6 separate regions of the Mus musculus genome follow, and all the other regions are linked to region 6. The links are chromatin contacts, called in public ChIA-PET, Hi-C, HiChIP or PLAC-seq, Micro-C and promoter capture Hi-C maps. All regions are on one chromosome and are shown on one strand. The core of a region is the stretch at or near the end of the contact, and the rest is flanking DNA. Distances in the headings are between cores, read along the strand shown. Region 1 holds the start of Pgap3 (post-GPI attachment to proteins 3). Region 2 holds the start of Stard3 (START domain containing 3). Region 3 overlaps Plxdc1 (plexin domain containing 1). Region 4 holds the start of Neurod2 (neurogenic differentiation 2). Region 5 has its middle 22 kb from the start of Fbxo47. Region 6 holds the start of Fbxl20 (F-box and leucine-rich repeat protein 20).

Evidence for each region. A called contact is a pair of places that touch in the nucleus more often than the background predicts. ChIA-PET counts read pairs in DNA pulled down with a chosen protein or histone mark. HiChIP or PLAC-seq counts read pairs in DNA pulled down with a chosen protein or histone mark. Capture Hi-C pulls out chosen DNA fragments and counts their contacts.
Region 1: a contact with region 6 is called in a Micro-C map of embryonic stem cells, with 4 times the contacts expected there. The contact joins the promoter of Pgap3 here to the promoter of Fbxl20 in region 6. A contact is called at or near these places in 3 of 39 promoter capture datasets (hippocampal neurons, liver and stem cell-derived epiblast-like cells), 1 of 484 Hi-C or Micro-C datasets (embryonic stem cells), 2 of 115 datasets of contacts at active chromatin or transcription factors (memory CD8 T cells and pancreatic cancer cells) and 1 of 9 other capture datasets (pancreatic islet).
Region 2: a contact with region 6 is called in an RNA polymerase II ChIA-PET map of memory CD8 T cells, with 27 read pairs. The contact joins the promoter of Stard3 here to the promoter of Fbxl20 in region 6. A contact is called at or near these places in 5 of 39 promoter capture datasets (cranial neural crest, hippocampal neurons, liver and 1 more), 5 of 484 Hi-C or Micro-C datasets (embryonic stem cells and erythroblasts), 2 of 115 datasets of contacts at active chromatin or transcription factors (memory CD8 T cells and pancreatic cancer cells) and 3 of 9 other capture datasets (adipose tissue, liver and pancreatic islet).
Region 3: a contact with region 6 is called in an H3K27ac HiChIP or PLAC-seq map of embryonic stem cells, with 5 read pairs. The contact joins the enhancer-like site here to the promoter of Fbxl20 in region 6. A contact is called at or near these places in 4 of 39 promoter capture datasets (cranial neural crest, frontonasal cranial neural crest, maxillary cranial neural crest and 1 more), 1 of 15 datasets of contacts at CTCF or cohesin (large pre-B cells), 4 of 115 datasets of contacts at active chromatin or transcription factors (effector CD8 T cells, embryonic stem cells and memory CD8 T cells) and 1 of 9 other capture datasets (adipose tissue).
Region 4: a contact with region 6 is called in a promoter capture Hi-C map of liver. The contact joins the promoter of Neurod2 here to the promoter of Fbxl20 in region 6. A contact is called at or near these places in 3 of 39 promoter capture datasets (the SN4741 cell line, hippocampal neurons and liver), 2 of 484 Hi-C or Micro-C datasets (both in embryonic stem cells), 1 of 115 datasets of contacts at active chromatin or transcription factors (pancreatic cancer cells) and 2 of 9 other capture datasets (adipose tissue and liver).
Region 5: a contact with region 6 is called in a Hi-C map of embryonic stem cells, with 2.7 times the contacts expected there. The contact joins the enhancer-like site here to the promoter of Fbxl20 in region 6. A contact is called at or near these places in 4 of 39 promoter capture datasets (cranial neural crest, hippocampal neurons, pre-B cells and 1 more), 1 of 15 datasets of contacts at CTCF or cohesin (large pre-B cells), 8 of 484 Hi-C or Micro-C datasets (the HL-1 cell line, adipose-derived mesenchymal stem cells, cortical neurons and 1 more) and 6 of 115 datasets of contacts at active chromatin or transcription factors (the SCID.adh cell line, embryonic basal ganglia, embryonic forebrain and 2 more).

The regions. Positions count from the first base shown.
Region 1 is chr11:98,398,562-98,402,312 of GRCm38.p6, reverse strand. It overlaps Pgap3 (post-GPI attachment to proteins 3), which reads left to right and starts at 1,823. Exons shown (of 8, transcript NM_001033537.2): 1 at 1,823-2,098; 2 at 3,331-3,428. The coding sequence starts at 1,918.
Region 2 is chr11:98,356,813-98,360,794 of GRCm38.p6, reverse strand. It overlaps Stard3 (START domain containing 3), which reads right to left and starts at 2,427. Exons shown (of 15, transcript NM_021547.3): 1 at 2,287-2,427. It overlaps Ppp1r1b (protein phosphatase 1, regulatory inhibitor subunit 1B), which reads right to left. Exons shown (of 7, transcript NM_144828.2): 6 at 3,848-3,970; 7 at 2,999-3,762. The coding sequence ends at 3,725. It overlaps 1700003D09Rik (RIKEN cDNA 1700003D09 gene), which reads left to right and starts at 2,512. Exons shown (of 3, transcript NR_045477.1): 1 at 2,512-2,558.
Region 3 is chr11:97,948,076-97,952,165 of GRCm38.p6, reverse strand. All of the region lies in intron 7 of Plxdc1 (plexin domain containing 1), which reads left to right. Among named protein-coding and RNA genes, the nearest start is that of Plxdc1, 36 kb to the left of the region's middle. Within about 2 kb of position 2,320, at least 80 of the 459 cell types and tissues checked have an H3K27ac peak or open chromatin away from gene starts, as enhancers often do. A contact at or near this core is called in embryonic stem cells and memory CD8 T cells, where this site is marked.
Region 4 is chr11:98,327,370-98,331,147 of GRCm38.p6, reverse strand. It overlaps Neurod2 (neurogenic differentiation 2), which reads left to right and starts at 1,503. Exons shown (of 2, transcript NM_010895.3): 1 at 1,503-1,714; 2 at 2,807-3,778. The coding sequence starts at 2,812.
Region 5 is chr11:97,904,091-97,908,283 of GRCm38.p6, reverse strand. No RefSeq gene overlaps it. Among named protein-coding and RNA genes, the nearest start is that of Fbxo47, 22 kb to the right of the region's middle. Within about 2 kb of position 1,978, at least 16 of the 459 cell types and tissues checked have an H3K27ac peak or open chromatin away from gene starts, as enhancers often do. A contact at or near this core is called in embryonic stem cells, where this site is marked.
Region 6 is chr11:98,148,161-98,152,424 of GRCm38.p6, reverse strand. Fbxl20 (F-box and leucine-rich repeat protein 20) reads left to right here and starts at 2,809. Exons shown (of 15, transcript NM_028149.1): 1 at 2,809-3,109. The coding sequence starts at 3,068. It also overlaps a transcript of Med1 not described here.

The DNA.
Region 1 (3,751 bases), core at 574-3,073, 250 kb before region 6:
TCCATAGTACTTCTTGCTCATCCACCTTCGATTTAGTAATCCTTAAATCCTACCCCACAACCCTAATTCCCTCTCCAGGATGTAAAGAGAGAATTACCATGAACAAAAACAATGGGGGGGGGGGCGGGGAGGAGGGGAGGGAGGCAGGATTTAGTTACATGACATCAAAGCTACAGAAAGATTTGGGTGCTGGTGGTTGGGCACAGAGATGGGGGTGACTGAAGCAAGTGTCTCGATCAAGGTATATGTGTCTACATGCAATGCCTGAAAAGACAGGAAAAAGTTCTTCCATCCCCTGGAGCTGGATTTGCAAATGACCCTGAGCTGCCTCTGTGGATGCTAGGAACTGAGCTCTAGTCCTCTGCAGGAACAACATTCATTCTTCACTGATAAGCCACCTCCCCAGCCCCTGAGAGTGCAGTGTGTGTGAGTGTGTGTGTGTGTGTGTGTGTGTGTGTGTGTGTGTGCTGCAGCACACTTGATGTCAGAGGACAACTCTGTGGAGAGGATTCTCTTTTCCCACCTTTATTGAGTTCTGGGAATCGAGTTCAGTGAAGAGCCTTCACTCACAGGTGGCTAGCCCACCCAGACAGTTTTAAGTTGTTCATTTACTTAAAGAAGGAAAGAAAGAGAGAGAGAGAGAGAGAGAGAGAGAGAGAGAGAGAGGGAGGGAGGGAGGGAGGGAGGAAGGAAGGAAGGAAGGAAGGAAGGAAGGAAGGAAGGAAGGAAGGAAGAAGGATCTCAAAGTGTCTCCCATGGAAAGCAAAGTTCTACTTTAGTGCCAGAGGTGAGCAGGACAAGAAAGGACTCCATCCCATCGGGGAAAGACAAGCCACTACATAGTATCCATCCAGTGCTAACAATCATCCTTAAAACACAGCCTTTAATTGGTAACAGGAAAACAAGCAGGAGCAAGAGGGCCAAAGCACACAAGGACAAGAGACTCTGGAGACATGGACCTTTAAAGTGCATCTGGAGCAACAGAGTGAAGACCAGCAGGCCAGGCCAGGCTGAGTTGAGGAGTTAGTAAGGAATTGTAAGAAAGAGATTGGTCAACCTTGAATTTTAGAAAGTGGAGCCGTGGTTAGTTTTGGGTTTTGTTGTTGTTCGTTTTTGTGTTTGTGTCTGCTTGACACTGGCTAGGGTCATCTGGGAAAAGGGTACCTCAATTAAGAAAATAAATGCTTCCTTCAGACTGGCCTGTCAGCAAGTCTACAGAGGACACTCTCTTGATTAATAATTGACATGGGAGGGTCCATACCACTGTGGGAGGTGCCAACCCTGGGCAAGTGGTCCTGGGTGTTGTTAAGTGACTAAGCCAGTAGGCAGCACTCCTTCGAGGCCTCTGTTTCCGCTCTTACCTCCAGGTTCCTGCCCTGGCTTCCCTCCATGATGGCTTGTGATGGGGTGACATAAAGCAAACCCCAAGTTGGTCTTTATCACAGTAACACAAAGCTAAATAGGAGAGAAATGCCTACTGGAGGGGACCAAAGTAGAGACAAAGACACCTGTTAAGAAGTTCTTCAGCTCTTTTAATGGCAGCGTCTTTAATCAAGATGCTGACATAAGAAATGGGGATAAGTGGGGTACCCAGAACATTTGGAAACTGGAATCTAAGAGAGTGGGTGACAGAAAGGCGTCTGCTTGAAACAAAGACCGTGTAAAATAGAAGGGAGAAAGTACACTTAATTTGCTCCTGGGCGCAAATCGCCCCTTCTCCTTAGGTGCTGTATATGAAAAGAGGAGACAGCAGTATAGAGGTGGGGTACCCGCCCACTGAAATCCGGGAACTTTTATTTAAAGTGGGCGGGCGTCAGCGGAGGATGCAACGATGAACACAGGTACTTCCGGTTGTTACGGAAGTGGGACTTCGTCTTCTCCCAAGCTCCTCCCTCAGCGGCCGGGCACAGTGACAGAATGGCCAAGCGGACGGCGCCGCTGCTGCTGCTAACCTTGGCAGTGGGACTCGCGGGGGGTTCCCAGGGCGACCGCGAGCCCGTGTACCGCGACTGCGTGCTCCGATGCGAGGAACGGAACTGTTCGGGAGACGCACTGAAGCACTTCCGCTCCCGCCAGCCAATCTACATGAGCCTAGCTGGTAAGCCCCGCCCACCCGTGAAAGCCCCGCCTGTTCGTCTTGGCTCCGCCTACTGTGCCCTGCTGTTCTGCAACTTAGAACCTCAGTTTCCCTCAGCGTTCTCTCAAGAGTGTTAATGTCAGGAGCCTCCTGAGTGTGTGTGGAGGGGTGGGAAGGTGGGGGGGGGGCTATTGCATCAGCCTACCCCACCTTTCCAGAGGTTTCATGTTATTTATTCAAACCACTACTTTTTAAATACAAAGAAGACCTGAAGTAACCCAGGAAGCAGACCAGGAGCCTGCCCTTCTGGGCTTATAATCCCCAGGCAGGTGAACATTAGCCTTCTCCAAGACAGAATAGTTTGAGACCTAATGGGCCCATAGGTTAAGCACTATACGCATTTGGAAGTGAAAGGGACGGAGTCAGCTTCAGTGGGTGGAGGCAGGGTGTTCAACCACAGAACAATTTAAACAGGATGGAATTGATGTCAACCAACATATTGAGCACCCACGTTGGACGGGTGTCACAGCAGGTCAGCTGGCTTTCACCACAACCCCGTCAGATACTTTCCCTAATCCGCTTTAAAGATGAGAACACTCAGAGAGACTAAGTACCTTGCCCAAGGTCACACCGTCTGTAAAGTGGCAGAGCAGAATTCCCAGATCTGACCTGTTTGACCAACAGCTCCTCCACATTATTATCCGGTTTCCATTCCAGACAGAGGCAACAGAGAGCTTGGAGGTCCTAGGAGGATTTGGGTACATGAAGCATCTTGGTTTACCCAGAGATCAGGGAGCAGGAAGATTAGGGGCAATAAGGAAACAAAGGTACCGGGGAACCTGAGGAGTCTGATGAAAGGTCTGAGCTCGATTTTCACAGGACATAGGAGGGCACCAAAGATCCCTCCCTGGGTTCAGGATGGACAAGTATGAACCTAGGTCTCCAAGAGGGGCCTGCCAGATCCTAAGAGCTTAGATCAAGGGAGAAGAAACTATTCTCTTTGCTCCCACTGATATAATATATTCTCCCCCCCCCCCCGCTGTGTGTGTGTGTGTGTGTGTGTGTGTGTGTGTGTGTGTGCGTGCGTGCTCGAGCGCACACCCACCCTCTCTTCTCTGTCCAACTGGGAAGTAAGATTCTGAGATTTCCGCTGATTCTGTCCAGCCTTCAGGTCCTCTTGGTCTCCATTCGTGCCTGGAGGCTTATGCCTCCCTAAGTCCTCACACAGCTGTAGTCCTGTTTGTCTGTTTCAGGCTGGACCTGTCGGGACGACTGCAAGTATGAGTGTATGTGGTTCACTGTTGGCCTCTACCTTCAGGAGGGCCACAGAGTGCCTCAGTTCCATGGCAAGGTGAGTCGGGGGCTCAGGGATGGTACATGGTGGCCCTTCAGCCCCGAGCTGGTCCATGCCATCCCAGCAGCCTGAGATGCAGTGTCACAGGGTGCGGAGAGATAGGACAGGTACTTGCGCTCAGCATCTCTTCCTTTTCCAAGGGTGCCAGTGTGTCCTGCTTCTGAATTTGGAGGAATAAGGTCTGTGTCCCAAGCCAATTGTGATGGCACACACCTTTAATACCTGCCTCTGGGAGGTAGAGGCCGGTGGCTCTCTGTGAATTTAAGGCCCACCTAATCTGTGCAGCCAAGGCTTCATAGTGAACCCCTCTCTCCAAAAAA
Region 2 (3,982 bases), core at 1,178-3,677, 210 kb before region 6:
TGGTCTTAACCCACACTGCGACCTTCCAGTGATCCCAGGTGTGCAAGAGCTCAGCTAAGAGCAGGACACAGGAGAACCTGCAGTGTGACAGACTCTGGCTTAGTCTATCGGGGTCACTGGGTCTAGTGAGAAAGACTGACATAAATCCATGCTGGCCGGATGTGACGAGCGCTTTCAGAAATGTATTCACAAGGGCCCATGTCTCCCAGAAAAAGACGCATGGGGCCTGAGCTACAGTGAGGGGGAGGGAAGCACAGGGTGGAGGGACCTTCGGAGGCTCAGGAGAATCACTCAGGTGGAGGGAAGGGAGATGGGCACTCATGATTGCAAAAGAACAGCAAAGGACTGAAGGACTGTTCATGGTCAAGAACTAATGTTCTACTACTACTGGGCTAACCCCAACCCCACCCAATCACTCCCATTGCCTTGTTTGTTTGTTTGTTTGTTTGTTTCCCAAGACAGGGTTTCTCTGTGTAGCTCTGGCCATCCTAGAACTCTGTAGACCAGGTTAGACCCACCTACCTCTGCCTCCCAGGTGCTGAGATTAAAAGTGTGTGCCACCAGTGTGCCAAGATGGTTTTTGGTTTGGTTTGGTTTGTTTGTTTGTTTTCCCGGCAGTGCTGGAAACAAAACCACAAAGGCTGGATCTTTTCCACTCCTGAATAGCATTCCACTCAGTAGGTCCAGATCCTGTTCCCGGTGAGTCCAGGATTTCACCTTAGGACCCAGGGACAGAATGAGAAGCGAGCCACACCAAGCATTCTCACGCAGCCGATGAAATTAACTCATAACCAGCAAGCCAGAGTGCTCTTACACAGGACATGCTAACTAACGTGTGTTCATTAGGCACTCATAGGCCTGGTCCCTTGATGCATACACTACACAGTACTTCATTCATTCTCACATCTATACAAGGTAGGCACATTACTATCTCCATCTTCCAAAAGAGGAAAGGAAGATACTGACTTCATCAAGGTCTCAAAACAATATCAAAACTCAAGCAGGCTGGTGCATGGGTCTATATGTCAGCTATGACACTAAGAGTGTTCAGAGGACACAGATGGGCAGGGCGGCCAGCCTTTGAGATGGAGGTGGGCAGTGTGGAGATGGTGCTCTCTGAGCAGGACTCCTGAAGGATACATCAGGAGGAGGCCCAGCAGATCAGAGAGGAAAGAGGTGCTGCTATATACACGAAGAACCCTATGTGAGCCAGGCACATCTTACAGTAAACAAGCACACAGTCGTTTCCCCACAGGCAATGGGAAGCAAGCAAGTGACATAACCAGACTCGTGATATAAAAGTCTGCAAGAGCTAGATTCTGAAGACTTGCCTGCAAGCAATTAGGACCACAAGCTGCTGGAAATGTCCAGAGACACGTCAACAAGGGTAGTGACAGAGAAGGTTCAGGGAGTTAGCTATACTGGCACCTCTGAGCAAACAGGGTTAAAAGATGTTAAGGCAATTCCGGAGTTTTTCTCCTGGATAAGACAAGAGTGGAAGGATAAATTTACAGAGAAAAGATCAGCTCACGTTTGAAACCTGTGAGATCATCCCAAAGTGAAGGTATCCCATAGGCATAATTGACAGGCAGCTAATTTGGAGCCCAGGAAGGGGATGTGCTGCTATCGTCCATCTGAATATTCAGTGAACGTGAACTTGATGCGACAACAGTGGATGAGGCCATCCAGGATCAATGCACAGTGAGGCGGGTTGGGCCAGCGTGAACGTAAAGAGATTCTTCTGCCCTCTTGTCAGAGAGGTAAGAGGAAAAATCAGGAAATATTGGGGAGTCAAAGGGTGGAAGTATGTCAGGAATGAAAGCCAACAGTAGCAAGCACTTCTGAGAAGAGTTTAAAGAGCCTTCTTTCTGATATCGTTGGGAAGCTATGCGTGGATGTTTCCAACGGAAGTTGTGGGAAACAGCGGGTGGCAGAGAGGCAGCCGATTAGTATGTTTTTCCCTGAGTCTGGCCCCTTCCCACACCCAATTCTGTCCCCCATAATACTTAGATACCGACTCCTTGCCTCTCCTCTTACTATAAAGAAGGCTTAGGAAAGCGGCCGCAGACGTCCTCCGGACCCTCTCGGGTAAAGACCAAGACACCCCCTCCCCAGCCCTGCGCGCGCAGCAGCGAGTGGAGAGGAAGGGGGCGGAACCCGGAGCGCGAGGGGTGTGGGCTGGGTCGGACCGAACCAAAGACGGACACCGGGCAGGAAAGCGGGATCCGTCGGGTAGAGACAGCTCTTGTACCACCGCCCGGTGCCTGCGACCGCCGCACAACCCACCTGCTTCATGTCACCACGGCCCCCACTCTTCCTGCCTCAGCCGCAGTCCCGCTCCACGGCCTGGCAACTCCTCAGAGCGGAAGGAGAGCTCCCGGCGGCGCTACTTCCGCCGCTGAGCCCGTCCCCCCCGAGCCCGCCCCCAAAGCCAACCCGCCCCCCCGAGCCCGCCCCCAAAGCCAATCGGGATTCGTGTGACCCTGAAGCTCCGCCCCGGTCCGCCCCTCTCTCGGAGACGAGGTCCGGAAGCGGAGCCACAACCGAAGTTAAACTGTGTAAGACCGTGCAGGAGCAAGGGATAAAACCCCAGGGTGTCTTGGTTATTAGATCATACAGGCCTGACACTGTGGAGTGAAGGGGAACTGTGTGAGGGCCGATTTGTGAGCACAAGTCCCTTGGAGAAATCCATTTTTCGTTTTTGAGACGTTCTCAGGTTGGCCACGAACTCAGCCTTCCAAGTTCTGAGATTACTGACGCGCAGCACCACATCCATCACACATATTTAAAGGACCTTTGTTCTCCCCTGGCTTTTAGCCATCTCCCTCAGGAGCTAGTATGTCTGCCATGCGTATAGCCTGCAGGAAAGGCTCCTTCCTGGGAAGGGCTGGACACGAGAGGCAAGATCCTGACCCTAAGATAACCACCATTTTTCCTGTCAGAACATACCATTACTTCCCGGTCTCTCCTCCCTCCCCTGAAAGAGGAGTCTCAGGACAATTATTTACAAAGATTTATTACAGCGTAGGAGGGGTTCAGGCCTAGAGTAAGGGAAGAAGGGGAAGGGAACCAAGTTGCTGGAGGACAAGGAGAACCAGGCTCCCCCCACTGTGTGGCCCCCTAAGGACAGATAGTAAGTGCATTCCTGGCACCAAAGCACAAACAAAACGCAGCAAGCAGCCTCTGCCAGTCCATCTTGCAGGCACCCAGCAGGAATGGGATACTAAGGGAGGGACATGTTGAGGCTCTGCAAAGAATGCGTGAGACCTGAGCCCTGGTTGAAGTCTATGAGAGGGTTGGGGACTCAACGCCCACCACTGGTAGGGGAAGGAGGAGATCTCAGGGCACCTGTAGGCTCTCAGTACCTCCTTTCCCCAGATCTTAGGACCTGCCCTGTGGGTCTCCTGTGCCCAGGGGAGAGAATCTGGAGAGGGAGGGGACTTGTGGAGAATAAATGGTTGTTTATGGCCTTCTGGGGTTTCCAGTGTGGGCTCTCTCACCTCCCTACTCCCACCGGGTAAATAGAAGAATGACTGGCAGGGAAAGGCATTGGGGACTCTGGGCTTCAGCCAAAGCAAACAGAGACCAGCCTTAGTCTTCTAAAAGTCAGAAGCCGCAGCCCTAGCAGGTGAAAGACAGGGTACAAAGGAGGGTGGGGACAGAGTGGGTTTCTGGGGAACACTTCCTCCTGGGAGATACAGGGCTCTGAGCTTATGTGCCAGGCTCAGGGGGGGCTGGGATGCTGAGGTTCCTCTCCAGGCTCTGAAAGACAAATAAAGAGGACTCAAGGCCAGGCTTGGCCCATGAGGTTCCCACCCACCTCCCCAGCCCACACTCCAAAGCTCACCACTTAGTGTTGCTCTGCCTTCCACTTGGTCCTCAGAGTTTCCATCTCTCTGGGGCTCATCCAGAGGAGGTGGGCGCTCCCAGGGCCCCTCCAGACCCCGGCCACAAGTAGGCTTCTGCCCCACTGAAAGAGAGG
Region 3 (4,090 bases), core at 1,071-3,570, 200 kb after region 6:
CTCACAAATACCTCCCTGTTTTTTTGTTTAATTTTTTTTTCCTGCTGTTTCTCAAGACAGTGTTTCTTTGTAAAACAGCACTGTATGTCCTAGAACTTACTCTGTAGACCCACCAGCCTCTGTATTCCCAGTGCTTGGATTAAAGGTGTGAGTTCAGAGAGCCAAACCCAGAAGAGCAGCCAGTGTTCTTAACTGTTGAGCCAACTCTCAGCCCATCAAAGTTAATTTTTAAGCTAGCATACAAAGCAATGGTTTTCTTACAAATTTATCTTATTTATTTATTTATTTATTTATTTATTGTATACTGTAGCTGTCTTCAGACACACCAGAAGAGGGCATCAGATCCCATTACAAATGGTTGTGAGCTACCACGTGGTTGCTGGGAATTGAACTCATGACCTCTGGAAGAGCAGTCAGTGCTCTTAACCTCTGAGCATCTCTCCAGCCCCCTTCTCTCTCTCTCTCTCTCTCTCTCTCTCTCTCTCTCTCTCTCTCGTTCTTTTTTTAAGATATCAACTCTCACTGTGCTTCCTGTGTTGGCCTTGAGTTGGACTCCATCGATCTTTCCTTCTTTGGCCTCCCAAGTAACTGGAGCTACAGGCGGAATTATAACTCTATTTCTCTTTGTAATGAAGAGTATGTAGGATAAAACTCAAAAGATAAAGTTCAAATTAGGTTTCTGCACTGCCCTGCCCTCTGCCCCCCAGTTTGCCTTCTCAGAGTCGCCCAGGACAAATGGAATGATCTCTGTGCCCACACCGTTTCCTGTATATCAGCTATTTTTCTCTTCCTGTGACAAAATTAATGGCAGTGGCAACCAAAGGAATGAGGGTTGGTGCTGGCTCATGGTCTGAGGGACACAGTCCACGTGGTGAGGCGGTTGAACGGATGGGAGTGTGAGGTACTGGTCACATTGTGTCTGTTGTCAGGAAACTGAGAGAGGCGAACGCTGGTGCTCAGCTAGGTCCCTTGTCTTTCCTTTTACTTCGTCCTGGTTTCTAGTCCATGGAGAACACTGCCCACATCCCAGCCTGTTCTCCCTCCCCCAGCTTAACCTCTCCAGAAACACCCTTTGGAGATGTGTCTCCCAGGCTGCCCTAAATCTAATTTAGTTGATGATGGAGGCTAACTTCAGTATCCATGCCCTCAGTATCCATGGGGGATTGGACGTAGGACTCTTGAAGATCCCAGCATCCATGGCTGCTCAAAAGTATCCACTTCCACAAAGCCCCTGTCCCTTTATCATGTCATGATGTCCTAGGTTCTTCGTGTCTTCCATGGTGGACCATCTCCTGTCTTGGCTGGATGTGTAAGGAGCAGTCTTTGAACTTGTGCACAAGGCAACAATTCTTCCTAAAGCTGAAGTTTGTGGTTCGCCTTCCTCCATGCTATGTGGCTCTATGCAGGTCCTGTTGTTAAATTTAAGTCCCAGTTCTAATCCTAGATACTAGGTTTAGGGCCGGAGGTCAATGCATGCAACTCACTGTGGTGTGTCTGTTGTTAGAACAGTAGAGAGGGGCTTGGTGTGTGTGTGTCTCAGTGGTTAGAGTCTTTGTGTGCCACACGCAAGGCCCCAGGCTCCATCCATTGTCAGGGTAACAGGGGGAGGCACATCAGAGCATTTTTCTGAGGCAGTATCCCCGACCTTCACTGAGTTTTAAAGTGTGCCACGTAACTCGTGCAAGGCCCTGGGCTCACTCCCTGGCACCACAAAAATAAAATAAAATAAGCCCCAGCCCCTGCTTTCAGGAGTGATGACTCTTCAGTGGCTAAAATGTCAGACTCCCTTGAGTCTGTTCCGATCCACTCAGCAAGCAGAGAATTTGCTTGGATTCACTTGAGCTGTGAGTAGCAGTAAACCCCAAATGCCCGGGGCTGAACCCGGTCAGGCGGTGCTCTGCAGTGCTGTTTCCATGGATACCCCATTGTCCAAGCACAGAACGGGAGGTCTGCTTCTGTCCTGTGCACGCATTCAGCTCTTTCCTGTCTGAGATGATACAGAGAGGAATTCAGTTTTCCTGATATCGAAGATTCCCCAGCGATCTGCGTGTAGCGACATGTTTGCAACCTCAGCACTCTGGTGGTAGAGGCGGGAGGATCAAGGAGTTCAAGGCCAGGCTGGGAGATGCTGTCTTGAGAACCATGCAAACTAAAACCAAACAACAAAGACAAAAAAAAAAAAAAAAAAAAATTCAAACCAAACAAGTAGTCCAGGGAGATGACTCAGCAGATAAAATGCACTCGGTGCTAGCGGGCCTAAGAACCTGAGCTCAGACACCCAGCATCAACGGAAAGCCCAGGCATGGTGCCACACCCAGCATCAACGGAAAGCCCAGGCACGGTGCCACACCCAGCATCAACGGAAAGCCCAGGCATGGTGCCACGTTCCAGGAGCTGTAGCACAGAGGAGGCAGGTACCTTTGAGCATAATGACCGGTTAGTGTTGCCCCAGCAGCGAACTCCAGGTACAGTGAGAGACCATGTCTCAAAAAATGAGGTGGGGAGCAAGAGGGAAATGCTGGCATTGACCTCTGGCCTCCACCACGTACATGCAAACATATGCACCTCACACACACACAGACACACACACACACATGCACTCACAGACACACACACACACAGACACACACACATATGCACTCACAGACGCACACAGACACACAGACACACACACATATGCACTCACAGACGCACACAGACACACAGACACACACACATACATATGCACTCACAGACACACATACACAGACACACACACATATGCACTCACAAACACACACACATATGCACTCACAAACACACACACATATGCACTCACAGACACACATATGCACTCACAGACACACACACACACAGACACACACTCAGACACACACACACACACACACACACACACAAGAATACAGTAAAGCAAAGCATCAGCAACAACCAAAGATGCTCGAGCCATTAAGTCCTTGTTTTCACCATGCCAAGCTGGGTGGATGGGAGAGGTCTCAGGATGACCTCCTTCCTGAGACGGGAAGAAGATGCTGAACACGGCTGGGTTTCTTACCTTTACTCCCCTGCGTACATTGTTGCTCACACTGTGCCCAGAGTCTGCAGAGAAAAGCATGTCAGCAGCATCTGCTTGCAGAAGCGCTCAGATCGTCCGTGGTGGTCTAAGTGCTCTTCATTCAGCTGGACAGACTGACAAGACTCCCTTCACTTGTCTTAAGAGACTTTATTTCGCCAGGGTGGCAGTGGTGGCCATGAAAGAGGCAGAGGACCCAGAGCTGGCTGGAGAAGGGAGTGAGAGGGAGCAGCCAGAGAGCGTGGGGTGGGGAGCAACCACCACATCTGACCCATTTTGACTTTTTACTCTCCTGATAAAAGATTCTTCATAGAGCCTCACATGATGCTGTGTTGCTATAGTCCCAGAACTCAGGAGGCAGAGGCAGGAGGATGGTTAGCTTAGGGGCATCTCAGCTGCATTGGGAGTTCTAAGCCTGTCTGGAATACAAGGGGCCCTATCTCAAAGGTGGGGGGGGGGTGAGGAAGAGGACAAAGAAAAGTAAGGGTGTGTGTGTGTGTGTGTGTGTGTGTGTGTGTGTGTTTGTGTGTGTGTAAAGCCCTGGCTGTCCTGGAACTCTGCTGCCCCAGGCTGGCTGCAAACTCACAGAGATCTGCCTGCCTCAGCTTTCCAAGTGCTTCCATTAAAGGTGTGTACTAGTTGAATTTTTGAGTTCGAGGCCAGCCTGGTCTACAAAGTGGGTTCCAGGACAGCCAGGGCTATACAGAGAAACCCTGTCTTGAAAAAACAACAACAAAAAAAGGTCTGTACTAGCGCCTCCTGGCTAAGAAAATTATTCCTTTTTTTCCCTGTTAATTTATTATAAGAAAAAAATTACTATAAGAAAAGTATACTTTTAGAAGCATAGAGTCTTTTCCCCACCTCCACCGACCCAAGGCCCTGCCTCCACTCCTTTCCCCTTCATCCTGTCTTCCTAGCACTTGGCCCCTGGAATCTTGCTTTTTCATTCTCTGACTTTGCTTTGCCTTAGTGAACATATCTCATATTTCCTGGCTAGCCCAGGTTGGACTTGAACATCTG
Region 4 (3,778 bases), core at 254-2,753, 180 kb before region 6:
CTGAATATGTGAGCCAAGGTTGTTGGGTGTGCACAGGTAGGTCAAGGGAGAGACAAGAAATTTGGGCCTGAAGACAGCACCTGCCTGAGTCCAGTGTGGTCAAGGGTCTCTACCCCTGACTGCAAGTACTTGTCTCTCACACAGGTTAACTCTGAACAGGGGTGTGTTTCCATTTTCTCCACCACAGAGTGAGGAACTGGTGGGAAGGTGGGTGTGTCGGAAGCTCCTCCCTTTAACCTGTACCATTTGCATCTGTGTCTGGCAGGATAGGAACCTTGCAAGGGGAACTGTAAAATAAAGCATCCATTTCCTACCTCCCTCAGCAAGACACCTGTCTGGTCTTCTCCTCTCTGGCCTCTCCTGTGACTGATGGGGTCAGCCTCTGTGGCTTTTGTATTTTCTGCAGAGAGGAAGAGTGCTGGGTCCTGTCTAAAAACTCTAAGCGGCCTGCAACCAGTCATACCCTTTCCTTCAGCTAACCAAATCAGAAGGCCAAAAGAGAGGCATTGGTGGATGGCCTACCTGGCAAGGATCAGGGGTGGTAAGGCCTCAGTGACTCAAGAAGGAGGAGGAAGAGGAGGAAGAGGGCTTCTGGGTTAGGAATCCAGATCTGTGCCCACCTTAACCCAGATAGGGACACATAGCTCATCTCCAAATCCCTCCCCACCCCACCCCACCATACATTTGCCCTTGACACCCAAGGAAAGATCTCCTGTGTGATGACTACACAGATAGACACACATGTCCCCACAGACACACACACACACACACACACACACACACACATGAGCACTCGCGTGCGCACGCACAACACGCCCATGCAGAGGCACAGACACCCAGGGAGGCAAATCTTTCCCTTTCTCTGTCTTTCCCTTGGTTTGAATTTTGTTCAGCCACATATGTTGTGTGTGCGTGAGGGTGGGTGGGGGAGGGGCAGACAGGGATGAGGAATGGCATGGTGCCAGCATCTACCTATGGGGCTTGGGCCAGGGATGCCCCCCACACCCACCCTGGAAGGAGCCTCAGCTGTCCCTTTGTGGTGGAGGGGATTCTCTTGGGGAGCGGCAGTAAGCACCGAGGTCCCTTCTCCACACCCCAGGGTCTGGTCCTGACCCACCTTAGGGACCTGGAGACAGGGAAATGGACAGATCAAGACCCTGGAGAGAGCCCTGAATTGGCCTGGCAACCACAAACCGCCAATTCCCAGACTTGCCACCCCATTGTTCCCATGTGGGGGGTTCTATATCTGAGGGGGGCAAATCCTCCCACCTCCCTCTCAATCTCTGCTTTTCCTGCGTTGGGCGGGGAGGGGAGGGCGGCAGAGATATTTATTTATTTCCTTTATTTATTTAATTTTTTTTTTTTTTTTTGGAGTAGAGAGTGACAGATGGCGGCGGGTCCCGGGGGAGCCGGCTCTCCCCCAATGCAGACGCATGCCAATCACCGTCTCTCATGTGATAGCTGCTGCCCGTGACGTGCCAAGCCCATATGGCCTGGCATAGAGGCTGGTACCCCGCCTGGTAGAGATGCCACACTCGCTCCGCGGCTCGCATGGCGCTCTGAAGACGCCGGCGCCCGCCGCCTTGAGGAACCGCTGCCCCCGCTCCCTGAAGATGGGGGAACAATGAAATAAGCGAGAAGATTCCTCTTCTCCCCCCTCTCTCTCTTGCCCCCTCCCCCCTCCCCTCCCCTCTCCCCTTGACTCCTCTCTGAGGTAAGTTGTCCGAGAGGGAGCTAGATCTGACCTGCTATTAGTGGTGGGGGGGCGCTGCTTCGGACATGGAAGTCCCCCCCAGTTCTCCTATTCCTGGGACCCTACCCCCTTACGGGATGGGCAGCGGGGGCGCCCCGTGTTCTCTCTCCCATTGGGGCCGCAGCTTAAGGGGCTGCGGAAGGAGATGGTATGCCTAGGATGGGCTGAGGGGGAAGGGTCATGAGGCACTCGAAGAAGCGAAGATGGGACCCCCCCCATGACTGTCCCGAAGGAACCTGTGACCTTTTCCCACCACCAAAAAAGATAAGCAAACAAATAAATTTGGATTTTTCCCCAAGGATCTCAAAATACAACGAGATCTGTAGAGACGTGTGGGAGGGAGGGAGTTTGAAGAGGGGAAGAGGGTCCCTGACCGCAAGGGAGACGAACAGGGTTCGCTTTTGGGTCTCCTCCCCACGCCCGGCTTCTTCAGTCCCCGCACCCGGAGCCCGCTCCGGGAGACCCGTAAGCAGCAGCTAGAGAGGAGACGGTGCTCCGGTGTCTAGAATTGGGGCTGCGGGGGTGGGGGCCCGGCCGGGGGCGGCGCGCGGCCAACTTGCAAATTGGATTAGGGAGCTTGGGGGTGAGAGGCACCGGAGGGCTTGGGGAGCCAGGCCGAGGGGCCGGACCGTGGAGAGGAGGAACCGGGGCAGCGTCCCCACGGCGGCCGCCCAGCTTCTCTCCGTCACCGGGAGAGAGCTGGCTTTCGGGCGAGAGCACCGCCTCCCCGGGAAGATGGACCTGGTCCCTTAACCCCCCACCTGGTCAAGCTCTCTGGGACCCCGACACCGGCCGAGAGCAGCTTCCTTCCGGGCCAGGGGCGGAGCAGGAGCCCGGATCTCGGGCAAGGGCCTGGGCCGCGGTCCCCCACTGGCAGCCGGGCAGGGCTGGGCCGGCTCTGGGCGGGGCAGCAGGACGTAGTGGGCATCGGGGGCCCCTGAGCTGGGGCGCTCACGGAGACTTGGGGGGTGGAGGCGGGTTGGGGGGTCGTGGTGACCCCGGCGCGCCCCTCACTCTGTGCTGTCTGTCTCCCCGCCCCCGGGGCGCCCTCAGGCACCATGCTGACCCGCCTGTTCAGCGAGCCCGGCCTCCTCTCGGACGTGCCCAAGTTCGCCAGCTGGGGCGACGGCGACGACGACGAGCCGAGGAGCGACAAGGGCGACGCGCCGCCGCAGCCTCCTCCTGCTCCCGGGTCGGGGGCTCCAGGACCCGCCCGGGCCGCCAAGCCAGTGTCTCTTCGTGGAGGAGAAGAGATCCCTGAACCCACGTTGGCTGAGGTCAAGGAGGAAGGAGAGCTGGGCGGCGAGGAGGAGGAGGAAGAGGAGGAGGAGGAAGGACTGGACGAGGCGGAAGGCGAGCGGCCCAAGAAGCGCGGGCCGAAGAAACGCAAGATGACCAAGGCGCGTCTGGAGCGCTCCAAGCTGCGGCGACAGAAGGCCAACGCGCGGGAGCGCAACCGCATGCACGACCTGAACGCGGCTCTGGACAACCTGCGCAAGGTGGTGCCCTGCTACTCCAAGACGCAGAAGCTGTCCAAGATCGAGACCCTGCGCCTGGCCAAGAACTACATCTGGGCTCTCTCGGAGATCTTGCGCTCCGGGAAGCGGCCGGATCTGGTGTCCTACGTGCAGACTCTGTGCAAGGGGCTGTCACAGCCCACCACGAATCTGGTGGCCGGCTGCCTGCAGCTAAACTCTCGTAACTTCCTCACGGAGCAGGGCGCGGACGGCGCCGGCCGCTTTCACGGCTCGGGTGGCCCGTTCGCCATGCATCCGTACCCATACCCGTGCTCCCGCCTGGCAGGCGCACAGTGTCAGGCGGCTGGCGGCCTGGGCGGAGGCGCGGCGCACGCCCTGCGGACCCACGGCTACTGCGCCGCCTACGAGACGCTGTACGCGGCGGCCGGTGGCGGCGGCGCTAGCCCGGACTACAACAGCTCCGAGTACGAGGGTCCACTCAGTCCCCCGCTCTGTCTCAACGGCAACTTCTCGCTCAAGCAGGACTCGTCCCCCGATCACGAGAAGA
Region 5 (4,193 bases), core at 729-3,228, 240 kb after region 6:
AAGATGACACTGGACAGGCCACCAGGGGACACAGGATATTTCCCAGGACTCTGGGTTCCCTCCATAGGCATGCACAGATCTTGGTGCCACACAGTTGGCTGCCCTCCAGCTCCTGGTGACAGCCTTTACCAAGATGGCTGGCGTTGTTCTTATCTATATTCTTTGACAAGCCATCTGTCTGCTCCATTCGGCAGGGCTCTTGTTGCTGGTGAAGACACAGCTGGGCTTGCTGCCCTCTGAGTCTCCAGCAGAAGAGGGTTTGCTCCTCCTGGCCATTCTGTTGGACAGAAGGGTCACATCTTCTAGGGACAGACGGACAACTTGTCAGAACAGCTGTGGGAGCTCAAAGAAGGTGCAGGGACAGAAGCAAGGGTTCTTTAGAGCTCTGGAGGGTGGGCTGTGGTGGAGGGTGGGCTGTGGTGGAGGGTGGGCTGTGGTGGTGGGGGTGAGCTATGGTAAAGGGATCTTAGGCTATGGTGGAGGAAGGTGATGGAGGGTGGGCTGTAGTGGAGGGTGGGCTGTGGTGGAGAGTAGATAAGCTGTGGTAGAGGGTGGGCTGTGGTGGAGGGAGGGTGGCCTGTGGTGGAGGGAGGATGGGCTGTGGTGGAGGGTAAGGGAAGAAATGGGTATTGACTTTAGAGAAGCTGCTGGGCACTTTGTAAAGACCTGATCAGGCATGCTGAGGCCTCCCACTAAGGAAGGGGACTGGTGGAATTGTCACAGATCTAAGGAATGCTTTCCGGGCACAGCAGACATCATAGGTTGCAGTAGAGGATCGGTGGCGGCCAGGGAGGGCAGGCACAGGGTCCTGAGTATACCCTACTCTACGTACTTCCCTCTTTCTGGCCCCCTTGGATAGTGAGCCTTTATATAAGCCCCTTCCTGGCTCTCAGCATCCTAGAATAGCCACATAGGGTACTGGTTTCTTATTTTCAAGTGCTCAATACATATTTTTTGGTGAAGGTCTACAGAGATGCTTTTGAGAGATACTGAAGCCCCTCAGCGGGACAGTGGGAAGTCAAACTGGGCAGACAGGGTTGCTTTAATGAGAGCACCTGCTTGGCAAGAGACTGGATACGCAGCAGGAGCATCCGATGGCAAAAGAATGATGGGGACATTAACAGAAGTAACAGGAGCAGGGGCGGAAGAGAATGCGTGGGAAAGGGCAGTGCGACGGTGCTTCTGGGTTGGGACAAGACCGCTAAAAATATCTGCCCAGCAGCTGGACACATAGAACGCCAGCCCCACTAACCTTGTGGCCTGGGAAGGTCCTACTTTCATTTCTGTTGTAGTGATAAAAGATTCTGACAACAGTTTAGGAAAGAAGCAGTTTATTCTACTGATAATTGCAGGCTATATTCCATTATTTCAGGGAACTCAAGGCAGGAACCTAACGTATCAAATCCACAGTCAATGCAAAGAGAGAAGAAGCTGGCTGCCATCTCTCTTTATTCTGTCTTATGCAGTTCAGGACTCTCCCTGCATAGAGAATGATGCCTCCCATAGTGGGCAGGGTCTTTCTACCACAATTAACAATCAAGGCATTTTCCACAGACAGGACTAAATAGGCCACCCTGATCTAGATAATTCTCCAATAGGAAAGACTCCCGGAGGTGCTAGAGAGAAGGCTCAGTGCTTAAGAGCCTGTGTTATGCGTTACTTTTGCAGAGGAACCAAGTTTTGTTCCCAGCACCCATGTCTTTTTTTTTTTTTTTTTTTTTTTGGTTTTTTTTTTTTGGTTTTTTCGAAACAGGGTTTCTCTGTATAGCCCTGGCTGTCCTGGAACTCACTTTGTAGACCAGGCTGGCCTTGAACTCAGAAATCAACCTGCTTCTGCCTCCCGAGGGCCCATGTCTTTTTTTTAAAAAGATACATTTAAAAAAATGATTCATTTTGAAAAGAGTCAAGATGTGTCAAGCTGCTAGTAAAAACCAGAGCAGGAGCCACACGCAAAGCTGTGCTAGCAGTTGTCTCAGGAGAGGGTGTGACCACCCAGGAGGGCAGAGAGAAGACAAGAGGCTCTGGGTGGAGCCTTGAATCAACACTGAGGAGAAAAGAGCAACTAGCTGTTGAGGAAAGAAAAGGAGACTCCGGCAAGGGCAGAGTCAAGGCAGACAGGGAGGAGTGGCTTAGGCCAGGAGATGACCCCAGGATGCCCCAGAAATCCAGTGAGCAAACCTGGGCTACCACCCAGTAGCAAGAGAGTTCTCAGAGGACACAGTGATGAGGCTGTGGGAGGGCAGGATCCAGATTGTGTTGGTTAACAAAGAAGTGGGTGTGAGGGCTATGGAAGCCAAGGGAAACACTCTGGGAAGGGCTCTGGCAGGATGCAGAGAAGAAAGTCCCACTCCAGATGGAGGTGGGGCTGAGGGGAGCCTGTGTACAGAATGGGAGACACAAGAAGGGGTTTGTAAGCAGAAGAGGAGTCTGGAGGCAAAGGGCGTTTGATGATAGAGAAGGTCCCAAGGCAAGAGAGCGCACAGTCAGACTAATGATAGCTTAGCACATGCCTAGCTTGTGTCAGAGCATGGGTTTCCTGTCAGAACCTCAACAATAGAGTAAAAAGCATGCAGATCAAAGGAGTGATGCATTTAGTGAACATAGCAAGTCCTTAGAGAAGTGGAGTGTGAGCTACACAGCATCAGTCTGTTTTATTTCACCTCATCTTCACAAAGGACTTACTGTTTTCACTAAAATGCAAGAAAGTTAAATGGGTCACCCAAGATCACATAGCTTATCAAAGCTCGGGATCAAAGAATCAGTGAAGAGAAGTTCATAGGCTGAAGACTCAGTGCAGTTGGTAGGTGCTTGCCTAGCCTGCACGAAACCATGGGTTCAATCCCCAGTTCTACATAAACTGAGCATGGTGGCTCAAGGCTGTGATCCCAGCACTTAAGAGATAGAGGCAAGAAGATTAGAAATTCAAAGATAAATATCCTTGGCGACATATTGAGGGGCCCAGCCTGGGCTACATAAGACCTGTCTCAAAAAGAGAGAGATATATTAGGTACCAAAGACCCAAAGAGAATAGGAAGCAGGCTCTTGCCCTCATAGCCTTACAACCAACATCAGTAGACTAGGCTCTACCCTACCAACAAAATGCTCAGAAGATGTGCAAATAATAAAAGTTCAGCTGGGGCAAAGGAGAGGATGCACCAGGCCGAGTTCAAGAGGAGGTGACGTTTGACCTGAGTCTGGAAAAACCAGAAGGGAAAAGTTGGCTGACAAGCGAGTGACCGTCCCAGACAAATAGAACTAATACGCACAAGCCTGAGCCGCTGGGAACTGTGACCAATTCACTGTTCCGGAACACGGGGTAGGTGTGGCCGGGTACAGGATAGCAGTGTGCCAAGATGGGGGTGTAGGAAAATGGCACACTGTCCTGAAGCACTGTAATGTTTTCCCTTGATCAAGCAAGGGAAAAGTATCAGATTTGCACTCGACGGCAAGAGTGCGGGAGGTCTCCTGGGAACAGCACGGTGAATGAACGAAATAAGAACTGTGGGAATCCAAGGAGCCAGCCAGAGATGGTACAGTATGGTAGCCCAGGCAAGAAGGGATGGGCGGAGACACTGGCATTTGTAATGCAACAGAGAATGAATATATATGTTCATATATATGGGCATACACTGTGTGTGTGTGTGTGTGTGTGTGTGTGTGTGTGTGTGTGTGTGTGTGTGTGTGTGTGATTCGTATACACAGTGTGATGGTTTGAATGAGCAATCCCCATTGTCTCAGGTATTTGAATACGTGGGTCTCAGTTGATGGTATAATTTGGGTAGGTCTAGGGGGTATGGCCTTGCTGTAGGAAGTATGGCACTGGGGATGAGCATGGAGTCTTCAAAGCCTTGTACCACTCCCAGTTCACTCTGCTCCTGCTTGGGGTTCAAGGTGTGAGCCCTAGCTTTCCAGATCTAGCCGCCATCCTTTTCCTCTGCCATGGTAGACTCAGGAACCGTAAGCCTAAATAAATCCTTGCCTCTATAAGGGGCCCTGGTCATGGTATTTTATCATAGCACTAGAAAAGTAAGACACATAGATACTCACATATATAAACATACATACATGTGTATGTACACACACATTTGTATATTATTTATATACATATATACATACACACACACACATGAAAAAGGTATTGACCAGCCTCAGAGGCAAGTAAGCTGATGTGGTAGTTCAGTCCTGTAATCTTT
Region 6 (4,264 bases), core at 1,560-4,059:
GAGACAGGAAGTATTATCTTAGAAACTAGGTTGGGAAAATGTTCAACTATAGAGCTGAGATTTAAATTTTGAGTTTAAAAATGTACATCAGGAGCAATGGAAAGGGTGTTTTCTTAAAGGCATTTCTAATTTGCTTTTCTGTGTGTATGTCTGTTCTGTAAATAATTTTTTCATTTTTGAAAGTGGATAAAATCTGTGGATTTTCCCTCTTAAAACAACACAAAAATAAAACTTTCTTTACATGCAAATAAATTTCTTTGATAAAAAGAAATGTGCCTCTGTGTTTTTTATTGTTTGTTGTTTTGTTTTTTTAAGATAGATTCTCACTATGTCCCCCTGCTGGTCTGGAACTCACTGTGGAGACCAGCCTGGCTTATGTTTTTTGTGACTAGGTTTCATGTAGCCCAGCCAGACCTTTAACTTGTATTGCTGAGGCGAACCTTAAACTCTTTTATCTTCCTGCATTCCTCTCAAGTGCTGGGGCTTTTGTTGTCTGTCTCTAGCAAGCCCAGAAGGATTCTGACCTCAAGCAGTCCTTAAGCGGCATTACAGGTTGGGATTACCTTGTGGGATTACAGTCAATATAAAATCATATTCGTTGAATATTTCCATTTGTTAACCTCTCAAAAATCCAAATTAATTAGAAACCCAACAGCTTCACTGAGTACTGTTCTAAATGAGCCCACAGCACAGTTGGTAGACCAATGAGGCCAGATTTTTTTTTCTTTCCCATACTTGTCTGTCAACTTTTCTCTTTCTCACCTTTTCTTGACTTGCAGTTAAACCTTTATCAGTAATTCTTGCTGGGAGAAACAGCTTTTGGATGCCACTAAACTTTGTTTTTTGTTTTTCCCCACTGCCTGAAGTAAATACTTTTAAAAGCATGGGGGGGAGGAAGAGCTGGAGAGATGGCTCAGAGGTTTAGCGCACTGACTGCTCTTCCAGAGGTCTTGAGTTCAATTCCCAGCAATCACATGGTGGCTCCCAACCATCTGTAATGGGATCAGATGTCCTCTTCTGCTGTGTACTCAATTGTGTACTCATATGCATAAAGTAAGTATTTAAAAAAAAAACATGTGGGACTCAGAATGTCTCATGTGAACTAGGTTTTTGTGGGCCAAAGAACTAAGTTTTTTAAAGGTAGTTTGCTTAGGAATGCCTCTTCAGGGAAAAAAAAAAGTTCTGTCAGGCGTGACAAATGCCTTTAATGCCAGAACTGGAGGCAGAGACAGGTGGATCTCTGACTTCCAGACGACCAGAACAGGCTTCATAAACAATCTCAAAAAAAAAAAAAAAAAAAAAAGGAACATTTTATTTTAGGGACTATAAATCATAAGTTTTTTTTAAAAAAGGTTCACAACATTTTGCTCTTTTAGTTTTTAAAGAGGACCAGCCTTTCTCTCTTTTTGTACACATTTGCTTATTTCATGTATGTGGGTATACTGTAACACTTTTGCTCTTAAAAGTTCATCTTTTTCAAGTTCTAAAACTAAGTAGAAAAGGTCTGACGACAAACTCGTAATTGCTTTGAGCATAAAATTGGAAGCAGTATTAAGGTCTAATTAGGACGGCTGGGATTTATGGTAGTTTTTAATATTTCAGGTTTGGTACATTTTGTAATGTCTCTGACGGAGCAATTTCACTCTCGGTTGTTTCATAATTCGTGGAAAATAGGTCATAGATTTTGGAAGTCTTGAAGGCTGGAGTTAACAAAAAGATGACAGACTACCTTTTATACTAGGAGCGAAATCCAATGGAAGAGTTTCCTATGGGCAACCGCCCCCGCCTACTCGCTCCTACATGCTTGTTTCTCCCGCCGAAATGGCGTCACGCCGTGGCTCTCACGAACCAGCTCTCCGATTGGAGGGTGAGCAGCCGCTGCAGCCCATTGGGCGCCAGCGGCCGGAGGGGCGGGGACGCCAATGGCCCTTGTGCCTTGCCCGCCCCCACCCGATTGACGCCAGCCCCTCCCCCGGCCCAAGGAATGGGTACTGGGCTGGGGCATTGCACCCCCTGATCCCGAGGTGTAGCCTCGCTGCCAGCTCCTGTGCAGAGCTGGCGCTACGTCCTCCTCTTAGCGCAACCAGCTCCTGCCTTCTGGAGCCTGGCACTGAGAGCCATCCGCCCCGCAGGGGCCCCCCAGGCCTCCCTGCAGCACCCCGTAATGCAATTCACCGGGGTGGGGGAGGCGGCGGCAGCACCTACGGCGGCAGCGGCGGCGGCACTGCCCCAACCTAGAGACGTCTAGAAAGAGGAGGAAAATGGCTCCGAGCAGGGACCGCCTGCTGCACTTTGGGTTCAAGGCGACAGTGAGTGATAGAGGACGGGAGCTGGGTGGTCAGAAAGACGTGGGTGCCAGCTCAGGCCGCCGGGGAAGTGATCAGATCAGAGCTGGGGACCCTAGGCTGAAAGCTCAGGTTCCGCGTGGGTCGCTACGTGCCAGTGAGCCCTCGCAGTGCTGGAGGGGATCCGGTGATGTTCCTGTCCCTGTTCTGCTCTTCTCGCCGGTCCGCGGGCACGCGCGCACTCGCACCCGCCCCACAGCACACACACCGTGCCCCCCCCCCCCACGCCCGCGCGCGCACCGAAGCAGGCGCGCACTTGGGCACTTCCCTGCTTCTCCTTGTCCTGGTGGGCTGGCGCCCGGTCACCCCACGTTCCAGGCGCTCGCGGGCTCACCGTCCGGGGCTGCGCCGGGTGGGGGAGGGGTGGGCTCGCGCCGCCGCCGCCGAGCGCTCCTCCCCTCCCCCGACGTTCCGAGGCCCGGGCGGCTCTGCCCAATGAGGAGCGGCGTTGCTGGCAGGTGGGGAGTGTTTTTGTTTTGGGTTGAAGTTGAGGCTTTGGAGAGGACCGAGCTAGCGACTGGCAGTCGTCGCGGCCGCGGACGCCGCGGGCGGTGGTGGAGGCCCCCGCGGGACTCGAGCGGTCGCTCCTCCGCGTCGGCCGGGCGAGCCTCGCCTTGCTGCCGCCGCCGCCTCCCGCTCCCGGAACTCCGGGGCCTGCCCTGGCCCCTATCTTTGCACTCCGCACGCCGCAGCGCCCTGCCCGGGCCGCACCCGCCGGCCCCATGAGGAGGGACGTGAACGGAGTGACCAAGAGCAGGTTTGAGGTGTGAGCTCGGAGGGGTCTCGGGCGGCGGCGAAGGCCAGCTCTCGCACCCCAAACAGTAGCTCGACCGGAGCCTCCTCCCTTGTGCGGCCCGCCACCCGCCCCCGATGCGGCCGCCGGCGTCCTCCCCTGCTTGCGACCCGCAAGCCCCGCGCACCGGCTTGCCTCGCCTTCCGGGAGGTTCGCCTGCTGCCCCTTCCACCCGCGGGCCCTGGCCGGGATTAGCCCTGGCGCCCTAAATCCCCCCTCCCCCATAACACCCAGCTTCCCATTCTCTGCCCAGCCCTTGGCTAGCCTCCTTCCACCACGCAGTGAAAGCACTCAGTCCCCGACTGGCCAGCGCCTGCTGCCTTCGTGAATCTCCACCCGAGCGGGAATCGATTAGTCCTCGGTGGAAGTAGGAAGTTGGGGGTGGTAGTAAACTGGGACGATAGAGGCGACTGTGGGGTTTTCGTGCTGTTTGGATATTCTAATACTTCCTCTTCCCCGTGTAGTCTAATACTTTTGTGGTTCATTGTTTATTGGGAACTTAGATATCTGTTCCGAGAATGCGAGGAAGGTCTGAGAGCCTTCGGAGAACCCATTCCTGGTTTGTTTTGTTTTGTTTTTTTGTTTTGTCTTAAGTTTGTCCTCTGAAAAGGAGGTTTGTAGTCTTGGAATGGAACCGTACATAGTCAGAAAGATCTTTAAAAGCGAGTTCACGACTGAGAAAGGGATTCCTTTGGGAAGTATCCTAAGTACTGGTGAAATGAAATACAGTAGTTTGGAGATGTGCTGGAGGTTTCATTGGTAGGCCGAGAGACAAAGAAACTTACACAAGAGAAAATGTTACCTGGCCTTTTCTGGCAGAGGCTCAGGCTGACTGACCTGTGCTGGGCCCAGGCTCAGTGTTCATCTCACTTGCTGGCTTCCTGTCTCCTCTCTCTTGTTGTATTTTTAACACCCAGTGTTTCCCTTCAGCTCCCTTTAAAAGATAAATTTGAGACAAAAAGTTTGTGGGCTTCGGGTGAAAGTCTCACCTAGGGGCGAAACTTCTGTATAGTCTTAGTATTTCTTGAAAAAGTATTTATAGTTATAAAGTTAAGGTAGGAGGGAGAGCTGTGGAGAGACTGTAAATTCAGACTTAGTATGCCAAGTCGCAGTGAGGAGTGGAGAA